3 separate regions of the Mus musculus genome follow, and all the other regions are linked to region 3. A link is a contact called in public promoter capture Hi-C data. All regions are on one chromosome and are shown on one strand. The core of a region is the stretch at or near the end of the contact, and the rest is flanking DNA. Distances in the headings are between cores, read along the strand shown.

The links. Promoter capture Hi-C pulls out the DNA fragments that hold promoters and counts their contacts.
Region 1: a contact with region 3 is called in a promoter capture Hi-C map of hippocampal neurons, with 4 times the contacts expected there. The contact joins the promoter of Asb17 here to the enhancer-like site in region 3. A contact is called at or near these places in 15 of 39 promoter capture datasets (the C10 cell line, the HPC-7 cell line, HPC-7-derived erythroid cells and 11 more), 1 of 15 datasets of contacts at CTCF or cohesin (large pre-B cells), 17 of 484 Hi-C or Micro-C datasets (the C10 cell line, CD8 T cells, the G1E-ER4 cell line and 7 more) and 1 of 9 other capture datasets (adipose tissue).
Region 2: a contact with region 3 is called in a promoter capture Hi-C map of hippocampal neurons, with 4 times the contacts expected there. The contact joins two enhancer-like sites. A contact is called at or near these places in 1 of 39 promoter capture datasets (hippocampal neurons), 1 of 484 Hi-C or Micro-C datasets (embryonic stem cells) and 4 of 115 datasets of contacts at active chromatin or transcription factors (astrocytes and embryonic stem cells).

The regions. Positions count from the first base shown.
Region 1 is chr3:153,842,486-153,847,023 of GRCm38.p6, reverse strand. It overlaps Asb17 (ankyrin repeat and SOCS box-containing 17), which reads right to left and starts at 2,777. Exons shown (of 3, transcript NM_025758.4): 1 at 2,291-2,777. The coding sequence starts at 2,691.
Region 2 is chr3:153,456,400-153,460,550 of GRCm38.p6, reverse strand. The region is part of intron 2 of St6galnac3 (ST6 (alpha-N-acetyl-neuraminyl-2,3-beta-galactosyl-1,3)-N-acetylgalactosaminide alpha-2,6-sialyltransferase 3); the gene reads left to right. Among named protein-coding and RNA genes, the nearest start is that of Gm46831, 51 kb to the left of the region's middle. Within about 2 kb of position 1,795, at least 30 of the 459 cell types and tissues checked have an H3K27ac peak or open chromatin away from gene starts, as enhancers often do. A contact at or near this core is called in hippocampal neurons, where this site is marked.
Region 3 is chr3:153,656,965-153,661,207 of GRCm38.p6, reverse strand. All of the region lies in intron 1 of St6galnac3 (ST6 (alpha-N-acetyl-neuraminyl-2,3-beta-galactosyl-1,3)-N-acetylgalactosaminide alpha-2,6-sialyltransferase 3), which reads left to right. Among named protein-coding and RNA genes, the nearest start is that of Gm52633, 64 kb to the right of the region's middle. Within about 2 kb of position 1,392, at least 29 of the 459 cell types and tissues checked have an H3K27ac peak or open chromatin away from gene starts, as enhancers often do. A contact at or near this core is called in hippocampal neurons, where this site is marked.

The DNA.
Region 1 (4,538 bases), core at 1,528-4,027, 180 kb before region 3:
ACAGTCTTGTTGTACTTGATAGTCTGTATCAGAACCCTTGAGGCAGTCTGGATGATAGCCCATCAGTATGATGGGGGGTTTCTAGAACCTGATGTTGTAGATGGATAGTAAATAGATGTAGCTAGAGATTATCATGTTAAATCAAATAAGCTACTACCTGAAAGTCAAATATGTTCTCTTTCATATCTCTGTGTGTGTGTGTGTGTGTATAAATTAAAAAAATTGAACAGTAATGGGAGGAAGACAAAATATTAATGCTTTCTCTCATAAACAATTTAGACTTAAATTCGTATGTACATACACACGACAATGTGGTATGGATGCAAAAGGAGGACTACTAGGAAACGTGATAAAACATGATAGGATGAGGCCCGGGAAGTAGCTGGGAAGGGAATGAGGAAGGCACAGTGACACCAACTCATGAACATGTCATAATGAAACCATTGTTTTATATACTAGCCTTCAAAAGTTGACACATTGAGAGGTTGTTGTCATGGTAAGAGATGACATGGGCTCCGTCTCGACTGAACATGAAATGATATCATGAAACTAAGTAGGATCTGTTTTGTAGGCAGTCAAAGCACTCATTGATGTAATGGCAAGAGCGACAAGAATCGGGAATCAAGAATGAATCCCAAATGTCTGCCTTGAACAATGGGGTCAGGGTCTTACTGAGGAGAGAGCCAGAGAGGCTTGGAGATAGATGGGTCCAGTTGGTATTCTGTTTTGTTCCATGTGGCATGTTCAGATAGCAGCTGCAGAAGTTAGGGCTAGAGATAATGATTTGGATGATTCTGCATCCACATGAGAATTTACCAATTTAAAAACTGTCCTATACATGGTGGAGAGTGAGCAAGGCAGCTCAGATGTAGCATGCTTGCCTAGTGAAACTGTGGGCATGGGAGTAGGAATGGGCACGACAAGCCTTGAGTTCATCCCACCACCACACACTTAGGAATGTGTCAGTCAAGATTCACTTCCACTCTCATTTTCCATTAAAATGTTTCCTTTCCTTTGTCCAAGTTTAATTCTTCATTTCCTCTATCTTATTACACTTTTCTTGTCCACTTGCCTGACCAAAGACACTGGGCTTTAAGCTAGTTACTCAAAGCTGTAAGTACATAAAACAATGTTTAAAATGACAAAAAGTCCTGTCTCAATTAGGGTTTCATTTCTGTAAAAAGACACCATGACTAAGGCAACTCTTACAAAGGACAACATTTAGTTGGGGCTGGCTTACAGGTTCATACGTTCAGTCCATTATCATCATGGCAGGAAGCACTGTAGCATCCAAGCAGATATGGTGCTGTAGAAAGAGCTGAGAGATTCTACATCTTGATCCGAAGGCAACAGAAGGGGAACTGCCTTGTGTAGGCAGTTAGGAGGAGGCTCTCTTCCACACTGGGTGGAACTTGAGCACTAAGAGTCCTCAAAGCCTGCCTACACAGTGACACACTTCCTCCAATAAGGCCACATCTCCTAATAGTGCCACTTACCATGGGCCAAGGATATTCAATCCACCACAAGTCCTATGGGGGGAGGGAGTTATTTACTATTTCTAGACCCCAGCTACCCATTCATGTGCTGGGATGATCATTCAGGAACACAGTCCTGCATGCTCTGAGCGGCAGAGTGATGCAGCCAGGATGCAGGGCTGCTCCCAGCAGAACCCACCCTGCCTGGTCTCTGACCTGGGCCTTGTGTGTCGCTGACACCTGCTCCTGCCACTGCAGAGATTGTGATGCATAAACATTTTCCTGAATGAAGGAGCCAATGCACATCTGTTCTGATCGGGCCGAGAACTGATTAGCATTGGATCAAACTCTTGAGCTATAAGACAGTCACCTGGAGCTTTTAGTTTCGTGACATTGTCAGACAGATTGACAAGTTCGGGCTGTAAAAAGTTGGCCTGTAAGGACCATGGTTTTCACTGAACTCAGTTGTGGAAGAATTGAAATAAAATTTATTAAGACCTGACACAACGTAGCTGTGTTGACTGAGCACCACTCGTGATAGGAATGTTCTGAGTGAACCGTACGCACACTGCAAGTGTACACTCTCAGGAGACCAAAAGAAGTGGCCGCAGTATGGCGTAAGGCAAGGTCTGTTGCTTTTTAAGGAATTTTCCATGCGTTTGCTAACATTGCTTTCCTTGAGCAGATCCAGCATGACTTGATAGTGCGCACTACAGGTAAAACCCAATGACACATTCCCACCTCACAAGCTGAGCTAAGCAGACAGCCCTGCCCTCTCCCAGACACACCTCTCTCTGGACAAAGCATGAGATTACCTCCATATCAGCGCCAGGCTGCAGCTTCTGTCTTGGACATAGTCCTTCGTCTTCTTGAGAAGCAGTTCCACGAAGTCAGGATTACCTTTCCTGGCGAAAACCCAGTACAGAATGGTATTCACGCATATTTCAGTAAACTCAAGGTTAAAGTTGAGTTCAAAACGGTGTCCTGACTTTTCCACAAAAGCAATATAGTCCGTGAGGAGTATGTCAAAGCCGTCCAAGTCAACATACCTCAGGATTTTTGCCAGGGTTCTGTAAATCCTGGGTTCATAGCAGTGGTATCCCCATTGGCCCAGAAACTGCAGAGAGGGCCGCTTAACTATCTTGTCAACAAGGTTACAGAATATATTGCTTCTTGGAAAAGACGTCTTCCGGCATAATTTAGAAGAGTTATTCATTGCTTCTTAAGGGTAGGAAGAGCACGGTGGGCAGTCATGCTGCCATTCCTCAGTCACAGGCCTTGATAATGTGGGAGGCTCTACTCCAGACGCAGGCGTGCCCCTCATCAGCCAGAGGGAAGGCAGCAGGGTGACATCACAATACCTGCAGAGCCGTCATCAGCCCGGGTCAGAAACCTGAGGCGGTTGTGAAGTTGGTGACATATGAAAAACCTAAAGGATAGCAATGGCATGCAGGAGAGCTAAGAGGAAACTTTACAAAGATTCCACTCTGTCTATGCCGTGTGTCTCTCAGGTGTGAGAAGCACCCTGTGTACATCACACTACATATTAATATTGATTAGTCATGTGACCCTAGTCAGGTACAGCTCGTGAGATCTGCGTGAGTGCTGCCTTCTCTTAGGCCTCACTGGTTCGTTCCCGTGTAGGAGGGAGTCTGCCATCCCCACACGTGACACCCTCGTAAATAAAATCTCGAAATGTGGTTTTGGAATGTTTTTTCTGCAAGCCTGGCAGAAAGTATATAATTGGAATATCATTTAAAAAATAAACACATGGTTTGATATTAAGTACATTAGAAATGCAATTACTTACATAATATAAGGATATAGATTAAATTTTTTAGCCCTTTAAAACTTCAAATCTAGGCTGGACATATAGTTTAAATGGAGAACCCTGGTTTCTGTATTTCAGAGAACAGAGTTGGTCCAGGCATTGGTAAGGATGAAGACCTGGGGCTTCCTATTCTGTCACTTTGCTGACATACCCCATTTCTATATCTTAGATGAAGCATATTACACAATAGATAACAGCTCCCAGGGCCAGTGAGACAGCTTAGTGAGTAAAAGTGTGATGTCAAGCCGAGAAACCTGCGTGGGATCCCAGAACCCAGATGTTAGGAAAAAATGGATTTCTGCAAGTTACCCTCTGAGCACATGCACACAGTGAGATCTGCATATAAACACACACACACATACACACACATTTACACACACACACACACATTTACACACACACAGATACACATACACACACACATAAACACATACATACTTATGCACACATGTACAGAGATACCATGCTTACATACAAAAATAAGATGCAAATCAACATTAAAAACACAACCCATGAGGTTATTGAAATTACCACTTAAAAGTCTTAGTGCATCATTGACTTTTGAGAGACAGGGAAATCGATGGGTTGGATTAATTGGAACATATTTAGTTGGGTTTAATTCTGCAAAGTTTTCCAATGTTTTGTTCTGCCACAATTATGTGGCTCCTTTTATCATTACTTTTATATCATGATGAATCTTCATATTCATCTATAACCATACTTGATGTATGAACTAATATCTTTTGAAAGATGTTTAAATGTTGAGTGTTTCTATCTAGAAACTTAAGATGGACATTCAATTATTTAAGTCTCCCTTTCAGATCAGCCAGTTATGACTTCCTTTTTGAAAGGGATGTATTTTCTTATGTATCTGTGTGTGCATATATGCAGAGGCCAGAAGAAGGCAAATGGCCTTGTCTACCAGTCTGAGCCTGTTCCTTTCAGGCGTACTCTCTCCCTGCGCTCCAGTGATCCTCCTGCCTCAGATCTGGACTCCTGTCCTCATGATTAGAGAGCCTGTTGAACTCTCTCTCCAGCCCAGAGTTTCCATGATTTCCTTCATCAACAACCTTGATACATTTCTCCATACATTTGTTTGTTTCTATGTACTTTATATGGTTAGTAAATAGTTGGAATGGAATTTTTCCATCATATATCTAGCTGTTCACTGTTGAAATGTTAAAAAATACTTGAATTCTTTGTATGGATTTAATTACCAGAAATCTTACTAG
Region 2 (4,151 bases), core at 546-3,045, 200 kb after region 3:
GCACTCAACCACAAGGTCTTCTTCAGTGTTGGAGACAGAAGTAGATTTTTAGCTATAAATAAATTTTTTTTTCCTAAAAGTGAAGTTGATTCATGAAGTAATATGGAGAGGATAAGACAGCCTCCTCTCCCTCATAAACTAGCCACTCCCCTCATGCCTGGAATGTATACAGTCATAGGAAGTAACTGTCACTAGAATGTGTTGTAGACAAGATGTTAGGTTAGCACACTGAGTTGCATCATGGTGGTTGCCGCCGTGGGTCTGAGACACTCTTCCAAACCTGGCTGGAAGGCGCAGCTCATCCATGAAGCTGTCTCCTCCTTCTCTCTTCCCTCTGTGCTTTGCCTTCTGATGTTTCCATCTTCACTGGCTGATTCTCAGTCTCTCTGAGGATGTGTTCCCAAAATACAGCATGCACTGCCCACCCAAAGATACTCTTTCTTCACAGACTCCCACATACTGATGTAAATGGGACCACCAACAATGACTTCTTTAATGACACCTAAATCAGTGTATAGATGCTTTGTTCCTTGGTTTTCTAAGATTGGTAGGAGTGTGGTTATAGTGTCTGAATGAGGAATGTCCCCCACAGGCACGAGTGTTTGGTGCTTGGTCCTTGGTTGGTGGCACTGTTTCCGCAGTTATAGAACCTTCAGGAGGTGTAGCCTTCATGGAGAAAATGAGTTCCTGAACTGTTTTTGAGCGCTTATAGCTATCCCACTTCTAGATTGAGCTCTGTGCTTTGGAATGAGTTTGGGATCCCCCAGCTCCCAGCTTCCTGCTCTTGCCATCTGGTGTCATGCCTCCCCCACCCGACACCCACCCACCACACACAAGGGGACCATGAGCAATAAGTAAAGAATCTCTTCCTTAAGTTACACTCAGTTGTGACATTGTATCACATGAACAGAAGACTAACTAGTGCAATGACTTACATGGAGAACAGAGGATGCCTTTGAAAGCCTATTTTTTTTTTTTTTTTTTACTAATGAAGCCAAATTTACTAGAATAGATCTTTTTGATCACATCTGGATATGTAACAAAATTGTTTGTGTTTAAGAAATGAAGTAGATTTGTAGATTTGATGCCTCTCTCATCTCTTTTGTTTTTAAGTTTTCTTCTTTTTCTTCCTCCTCCTCCTCCTCCTCACCTCCCCCCTTTTTTTAATTATACAAGGTCTCTATGTAGTTAAGGCTATCCTGAAGTTCACCAGTCTGACCTCGAAATCACAGAGATCCAAGTGCTTGGATAGAAGGCCTACACCACCATTCCCAGCCTTGATGCTTCTATTTTTATTGGAAAGAAAGAGTTCGCTGAGGAAGTTGCATGAGGCAGACATTGACTGGGGGAACAATACAGACTGGGGAGAAGTGGTGGAGAGGCCGGTCTAGAAAAAGGAAAGCTTGTCCACAGGATTTACAGAGCAGATGTGGAACATGCACGACCCTAGGAGGCCAGAAAGCTGTGAGTTGAGCCCTGGAGTCTGGGTTTGGTACAGGTAAATCTGCTTGGGGAGGGTGTGCTGCTGAGCCCAGGGCTTCTTATTCTCTGGCACCTGAGCTCCTCTTTGTCCCTAAGTGACATCTTTTGAGTGACAGTATTTTCTGCTTCCTGTTTTGGTTTTCAAAGCAGCCACTTGGGCAGCACAGTGTGCTAGATCCTGAGAGGAATCTTGTCTGAAATGCAGATTTGGGTTTTGATCTGCATTTTGTAGGTCAATAGTCTCAGTTACTTGGCAGTAATTACAGGGCTCACAAGGCTGTTGCTCCTGAATAATTTATCCTCTGTTAGCTACAAACAAACTCTCCTAAGGAACAGCTCCCTCTCTGGCTACTGTTTTTCCAGGGGAGCGAGGTGGTTCATCCCTTCTAGAGTTGGTCTTGAGTACAGACTCTCCGGTCACAGAGATGTGACCTGAAGCCCACACTGAGTACCAGACACGCTTTTCTCTTCCTAGCCTCAGGCACGGATGACCCCGTAGATGTGTTCTTAACTTGGCATGTGAGGCTTCGGAGCATATCCTTGTCTATTTGTGGGCTTTGGCAGCAGGAAGCAGAGGCGAAAGCTTTTGGTGATGCGCAGAGCAGGCTGATGAAGCGCCGTGCACTGACAAGTCCTCTTCCATCATTTCCATTCGGGTTTTAAATTCCGTGTTTATCCCGTTGTTTGCTTGTTTGCTTGTTTGTTTACTGGTTTGTCCTGAGACACCCTTGTTTTAAAGCCCAGGCTGACATCAGACTGGGATCCCTCTGCCTGTGCTAAAACAGTAAGCATAGCGCAATCTTTCTTTTGTAAGACCATGGGTTCTAGATACTAAATCCATGTCCACATGTTTGCACTTTATGGACCGTGTCATCTCCTTAGCCACTAAACTTTTAAATTTTAATTGTCAAGAAATAGTTGCTTGCATGTTGCCCTGGGGAACAGCATGATTGGTTGACTGACTGATTGATTGATTGATTGATTGATTGATTTGTATGCATTTTGCTACAGCATCACTCACATGGCCAAGATAGTTTGCACAGAACTGCAGTGGGAGGCATGGGAGGGATGTGTCACTGTGGCTTCTATTGCTGTTACAGAGTCTCTGCCAAAAGCAACTTTTCAGGGAAAATGATTTATTCTGGTCTACAGTTCAAGGGTCACAGTTCAAGGGTGCAGTCTCCCATGACGGGAAGTCAAGCGGCATCTGGCCACGTCCTATTCATGATCAGGTGTCAAAGAGTAGTGAGTGTGCATAGCTGTTTCTTCCTCCCCTTCTCTGTGTTCTGCTTCTCAAACCCAGCCTAGGGATTGGCGCCACCCACAAGGATTTCTTCAGGATAATGAGATGCTCACAGACATCTCAGAGGCTCATCTTCCCTGGAGGAAGGGGTCATCATGCCCCCAGGGCAGAGGCTGCAGGCTGTTTATCTTAAAGAGTGGGTTTTGTTAAGTATGGATGAGTGTGTGTATTAGTTACCTTTCCGTTGCTGTGATAAAATGCCATGGCCTAAAACAGCTTACAGATGGTAGAAATTATTCCTGCTCCTGGTTCCAGAGAGGGAAATGCATAATAAGTGTGTGGGTTGGTGAGGGTTGCCTAGCAGCAGGAAGCCAAAGCAGGAACCCAAGAGATCCAATCTTTAGCACAGGAAACTGAGAAAGCAAGCTGCAGGTGGGTGTGGCTATGAATACTCACAGCCAGATCTCAGCCATGGCCTTCTTCCAGCAAGCCTGCACTTCCTCATAACCTCCCGGAACAGCACTACCAAGGAAGGACTGAATACTGAATACTCATATTCCTGACCCCATGGGGAACATGTCCAGACCCCCACAATGGTGACCACTGGCCTGCAGGCTCTTGCTTAGTGTTTGTCTCCATTTGTGGAAGTTTTCTCTTCCAGTCTTTTCTCTTGGAAATACAGAAGGGAAACAGACACCTGCCTGGTAAGTTTGACTTAGATGCATCATTTTTCATATCGAAGCCATGGTCATCTGTATCCAAGGACATCGTTTGTGATCCCTAAATACCTGCATTGTTCTCCTGACTCCGCCTTAAGAAACAAACACAGCTTTGACATTCAGAAAGTCCTTGCAGGGAAGCAAGTGTTTTCCTTCCCAGGACAGCATCTTAGAGCCCGAGACTGTGCTTTCCGACTGCCCCCCAACCTGGCACCCTTTTCCTTTGGGCAGATAATGATTATATCTGGGCTGGAAGGAACACCCAGGATGCCCAGTTACCTGGTTCAGGGGCCAGAACTGAATCCCCCAGTTCTTTCTCTGTGATTTATGCAGCCTGTCCTCTGATTATTGCTAGTTAGAGAGAAATCAGGCTCATACATTTCTGGGGGAGCCAAGGTAAAAAGACAGAGAGAGGGGGGGAGGGAGAGGGAGAGGGAGAGGGAGAGGGAGAGGGAGAGGGAGAGGGAGAGGGAGAGAGAGAGAGAGAGAGAGAGAGAGAGAGAGAGAGAGAGAGCTCTTTTGTCAGAGTAATAATAACACTTAGAGCTTCTATTGGGCTTTTTATCTTCAGAGGGCTTGCCGAGCATTAGCTAATTAAGAAGTCTGCACAATATGCAGCAGCTGTTGGAAAAATAAATGTGATGCTTGGGTGTGTTAAAGAATGCGTGCAGAAACACGAGGGCATCCTCCACCAAGCACTTGTGGGG
Region 3 (4,243 bases), core at 143-2,642:
ACGGTGATCTAATAGATGCAGACTGCTAAGCAGCCAGGCAAATAGAAGCCTGAGTGTTGAGGCACAGGGTGCTGTTGTGTGTCTGTGTGCATGGGCACAGGGTATTCGTTGTGAGTTCCCTGAAGGTGGCCCAACTTTTCAGTGAGACGTTCCTGAGTCTTAGAGGATTCCTGGCATCCTGTCCTCTTTGACTTCAATGGCTCCTCCCCTCCCGCCTCCCTCCTCATGTCCTGTGATGTTCACCCCAAACAAATTGGTCATAAAAGAGTGGAATATGCAGGGTCGGGAAGAATCAAATGTGGTTTTGTTTGTTTATCTGCAGGACGATTGAGAAACTTTTAAATGTTTCCAAAGAGGGGTTGTCTCATTCCTAAACTTATTCCCAGTAGAACTCCTCAGGATATAACCACACAGAGCAGGGTTCCGCAAGACATGCATCCCTCCTCCTCCTCTTCCTCCTTTTCCTCCTCTTCCTCCTTTTCCTCCTCCTCCTCCTTTTCCTCCTCCTCTTCTTCCTCCTCCTCCTCTTCTTCCTCTTCTTCCTTCTTTTCCTCCCCCTCCTCATTTCCTCCTCTTCTTCCTCTTCCTCCTCCTCCCCTCTTCCTCCTGTTCTTCCTCTTCCTCCTCCCCTCCTCCTCCTTTTTTCTGTTCTTCCTCCTCCCCCTCCTTCCCTTCCTCTTCCTCTTCCTCTTCCCCTCTTCCCCTTCCCCCTCCTCTCCCTCCTCCTCCTCCTCCTCCAGCCTCTGATCCCCTTTCTGTCCCATACGGGGTCTTATGCATCCGAAGATGAATCACCCCAGCTGGAGCTAACCTGATGGCTCCCTTTTTCTGCCCTGCCTCTCACAGACATTTCTCAGAGAAGCTCCCTTGGCTCAGTGATGTCTGTGAATCAAGTCTGGCATCCTTGAGCTCATACTCAAGACCCTGTTCTTAGAACAACTTGCTACGGTGTTTCCTAGGTCCCAACTCTCAGTGTTAAACTGTAGCCGCTCCTACCACCATGCTCCACTGGCCCAGCCTGCTGTCTTGCCCACTGATCTGGTCCTGCTGTGGGGCACCTAGGATGACCGATGCTTCAGATGTAGGCTGAGTGAGTGAGCTCACCCGCTGCCTCTGCTCAGGCTCAGGCCTTGCTCTGCTCCTGCCCCCTCTTTCGTTCACCCCTCACCCGTCACCATCTCCCTCTGCCCATCAGAGTCCAACTCTCTAAGAAGCCGTTCTCCCTGGAAGCCTCCTCTAATCGCGACCTCCCCGTGGCTGCTGTTTGTACCAACTTTCACAGTAAGTGCATTCTGTGGTGAGGTTTCTTTTCAGCTGAAAGGGATAATGGAAGATTCCTGTTCGCCTCTTCGCTCACCATGGAGCCTGCTCAGAAAACTACAGCAAACAGAACAGACCCAGCATGTTCTTTCAGCCAGCCAGCTTGGCGGGCGTCTCAGGCTGACAGTGGACTGAGTGGACTGTGCTGAGGCCTCTGTTCCACTTCTTCACGAGCCTTGTGGCGGGGCCTCCTATACTCCAGGGGCTGTTGCTGGGATTTTTATTTCTCTGAAGTTTGTTTCCTTTTCTAAGTACAGTTCTTTGGTAACAAAGGTCCATCACATTAGTAATATGCTCTGGGGATGAATTCCGCCCCGTATGTTCGCAAGGTAAGCATCGTCCTGACTGGGCTAGCCCTTCTTGCCCTGCCTGATCTGCATCCTCTCTGTTCTCCACTTGTCACCTGTGGCTACCTAGGCTGTAGCAGGCAGGCTTGTGCAAGTGTCGTCCACATATTATAACTGACCCGGTCATAGGGAGCTCCAGGACTTGTCTGGTGTGCTGAGTGACATTTGCTGAGGGACACAGCAAGAGGCTAAAGAACAAGGGTCTGTCTGCGGGCTGGAGCTAGCCTGAGATGCTTGCTCTCACGAGTGAGGTGCTGCATGGTGAAAGGGTGACCTACCCGTGCAGCTACAGTGGCAGGACAGTGTGGCACACTGCATTTGGGCTGGGTTGTCTCAGGTCTGACAGCTCCACTGATCCAACGCTTTCTTACAGACTCCCTTTAAGAGCCTCTTTGTGGTTCCTGTCAGGATGGCTCCATCAGTCACCAGCCTGGTGAGCTGCTTTTATGCCCAGTTTCTGGTGTGAAAGCCATGATTCTTTCAAGTTAGCCTCAACGTTCCTCTTTAACCTTTCCCACTCTGTTCCAGCTTACATTCCCCCCTTAATGGTGTTAGGCAAGGCCGACGGCAGACATCAGGCTCCCCACTCTTACCTGTGAGCAGGGCTGGCCATGAGGTTTCTTCATCCTCAGCCTGGGTTGGGTCTTCTTCCCTAATTGCTTTCTGCCGTCTTCCCAGGCACACCTGCCTTAGTGTATCCCTAAGGTGTTAGCCTGTTTACTCTCTTCCACATCCATGGCGTGGTGGATGTAGTGGGGACTGCTGTCAGCTTCCATTGTACAGCCACAGTGGCCTTGCCCTCTGTTCAGTGTATGCGTTGGCAGGGCACTGAGACCTTCCCTTAGGTGTGAATTTGCGTATCTGTAGACTGCATTCACTCGCAACGTGAGTCTCACTTCTGAGTTATCTGGAGGATGTTAATGAAGGGTTTCAGGTGCAGAGGTACGTGTGGTGGCCTCTAGTGGTGGCTGCTCGGTGCAGCAGGTTGGGGGCCAGTAGCTGTGTGGTTGTTTGAGACAGCCCGTGACACATATAGAGCGAGTCTTTCCACCTCAGCCGATGCTCACAGGCACGCCCAGAAGTGTGTTTCCTAGGCGGCTTCAGAGACGCCCCAGCTCTCCGCTTACACCGGACAGAGGATGCCAGGCTCCGTGTTCCTGTGAATTTGGCTTCTTTTTACCAGAGATAATCGAAGTTGGTCGAGCAGTTGTTCCCTTAGCACCACTGTCAGGGAGCACTGACATTTCAGGTCCGTGGACTGTGAAAGCGCAGGTTCAAAGGCCTGCGTCAGCCACCTTGGACTTGGCCTGCTTTCTCATGACATTAGCCTTTGGCCCTTTCTAAGAGAGAAGTGGCACTAGTGGTCCCTAGCACACAGAGCAGGTGACAGAGTAGTGTCACTTTTCATCGCTGAGAGCCACCAGGAATCAGCCAGAGCTTCAGAGCCGTATTAAAATGAGGCTTTCCCCCTAAGGTTGCTTTGGGGTCAGCTCTGGACAGAAATGAACTAGTTCTTGTGTTACAGAGTGGATTGCTAGAAAGCCATGCTGTCTCTATTTCAATCTGGATTTCTTCCAAAGGATTCTAGTTCAAGAGCCTGCTGTGGGCGATAGTACCAGAAAACTGTATAGAGAGGAGTGGGACAGAAGACCAGAGAGGGTGTGTTCCGGACCAGCAATCCTTGCAGCAGCAGACCCTGCTGAGGATTGGAACTCCACTCTGTCCAGGCAGGTGGAAGCCTCTGGGTTATCCTGCCTTGTGGGTGCAGGCTTCACCAGCCTAGAGCCTCTGAGATGGGCAGAGGCACCCACATAACAGAAACTGAGGACATTAGAGTGGAACACTCAGCCCTCTGCCACATTCCTGAGGCCATGAGCTATGAGGGCCCTAGACAGGTGATCCGTGAGGCCAGTGAGACCAGACCTCAGAAGGGAAGCTGGTGCCTCACCACTGGTCAGTTGCTGAGCTGAGGTGACAAGTCAGACCTCCTGACTACGGTTGTAGCCCTCTTTCCAATCGTTACTCAGAACAGAAATGTAGATCCACTGTGACTTATGAGGCAGACTGGATTTGATTCATGGAGCAATGCTTTCCCTTCCACCGTGGGCTCCTTTGTCTTTCTCTGAGTGAAAAATTGTCAGAGGATTAAATCCTCTTTGAGAGCCACAGAAAGAGAAAAAAAATGGCAGAGTGCGTAAATAATGTCTCTTGAGAAGCTCATATTTTTGGAGGTATTTGCTATTCATGTCTATTTGGCATTGTTGTGTCTTAAGTGTTTACTTGGGCTTCTGGCATTTTGATTTTCCAAGGAAGCTTGGAGTCCATGCCAGAGCAGCCTGAGAGCCATTGTCTCATCCGTGGCTCATTAAGGGCAATGCTATTCAGGATGCTGTGGTCCGGGGCTAAGTTGGGAGAGCACAGCCTCTAGACACTTCATTTAGATGCAAGCCAAGGTTGTTTGTAGAGCAGGTGAGCTCCTTTGTAGATTCAGAGAGGCTCACAGTCCTTTGCGGTTCTCAGTGTGGAGCCTCTGTGTAGCCCGCAGGGTAGACAGTGAGGCTTCTGTGGAGTCTACA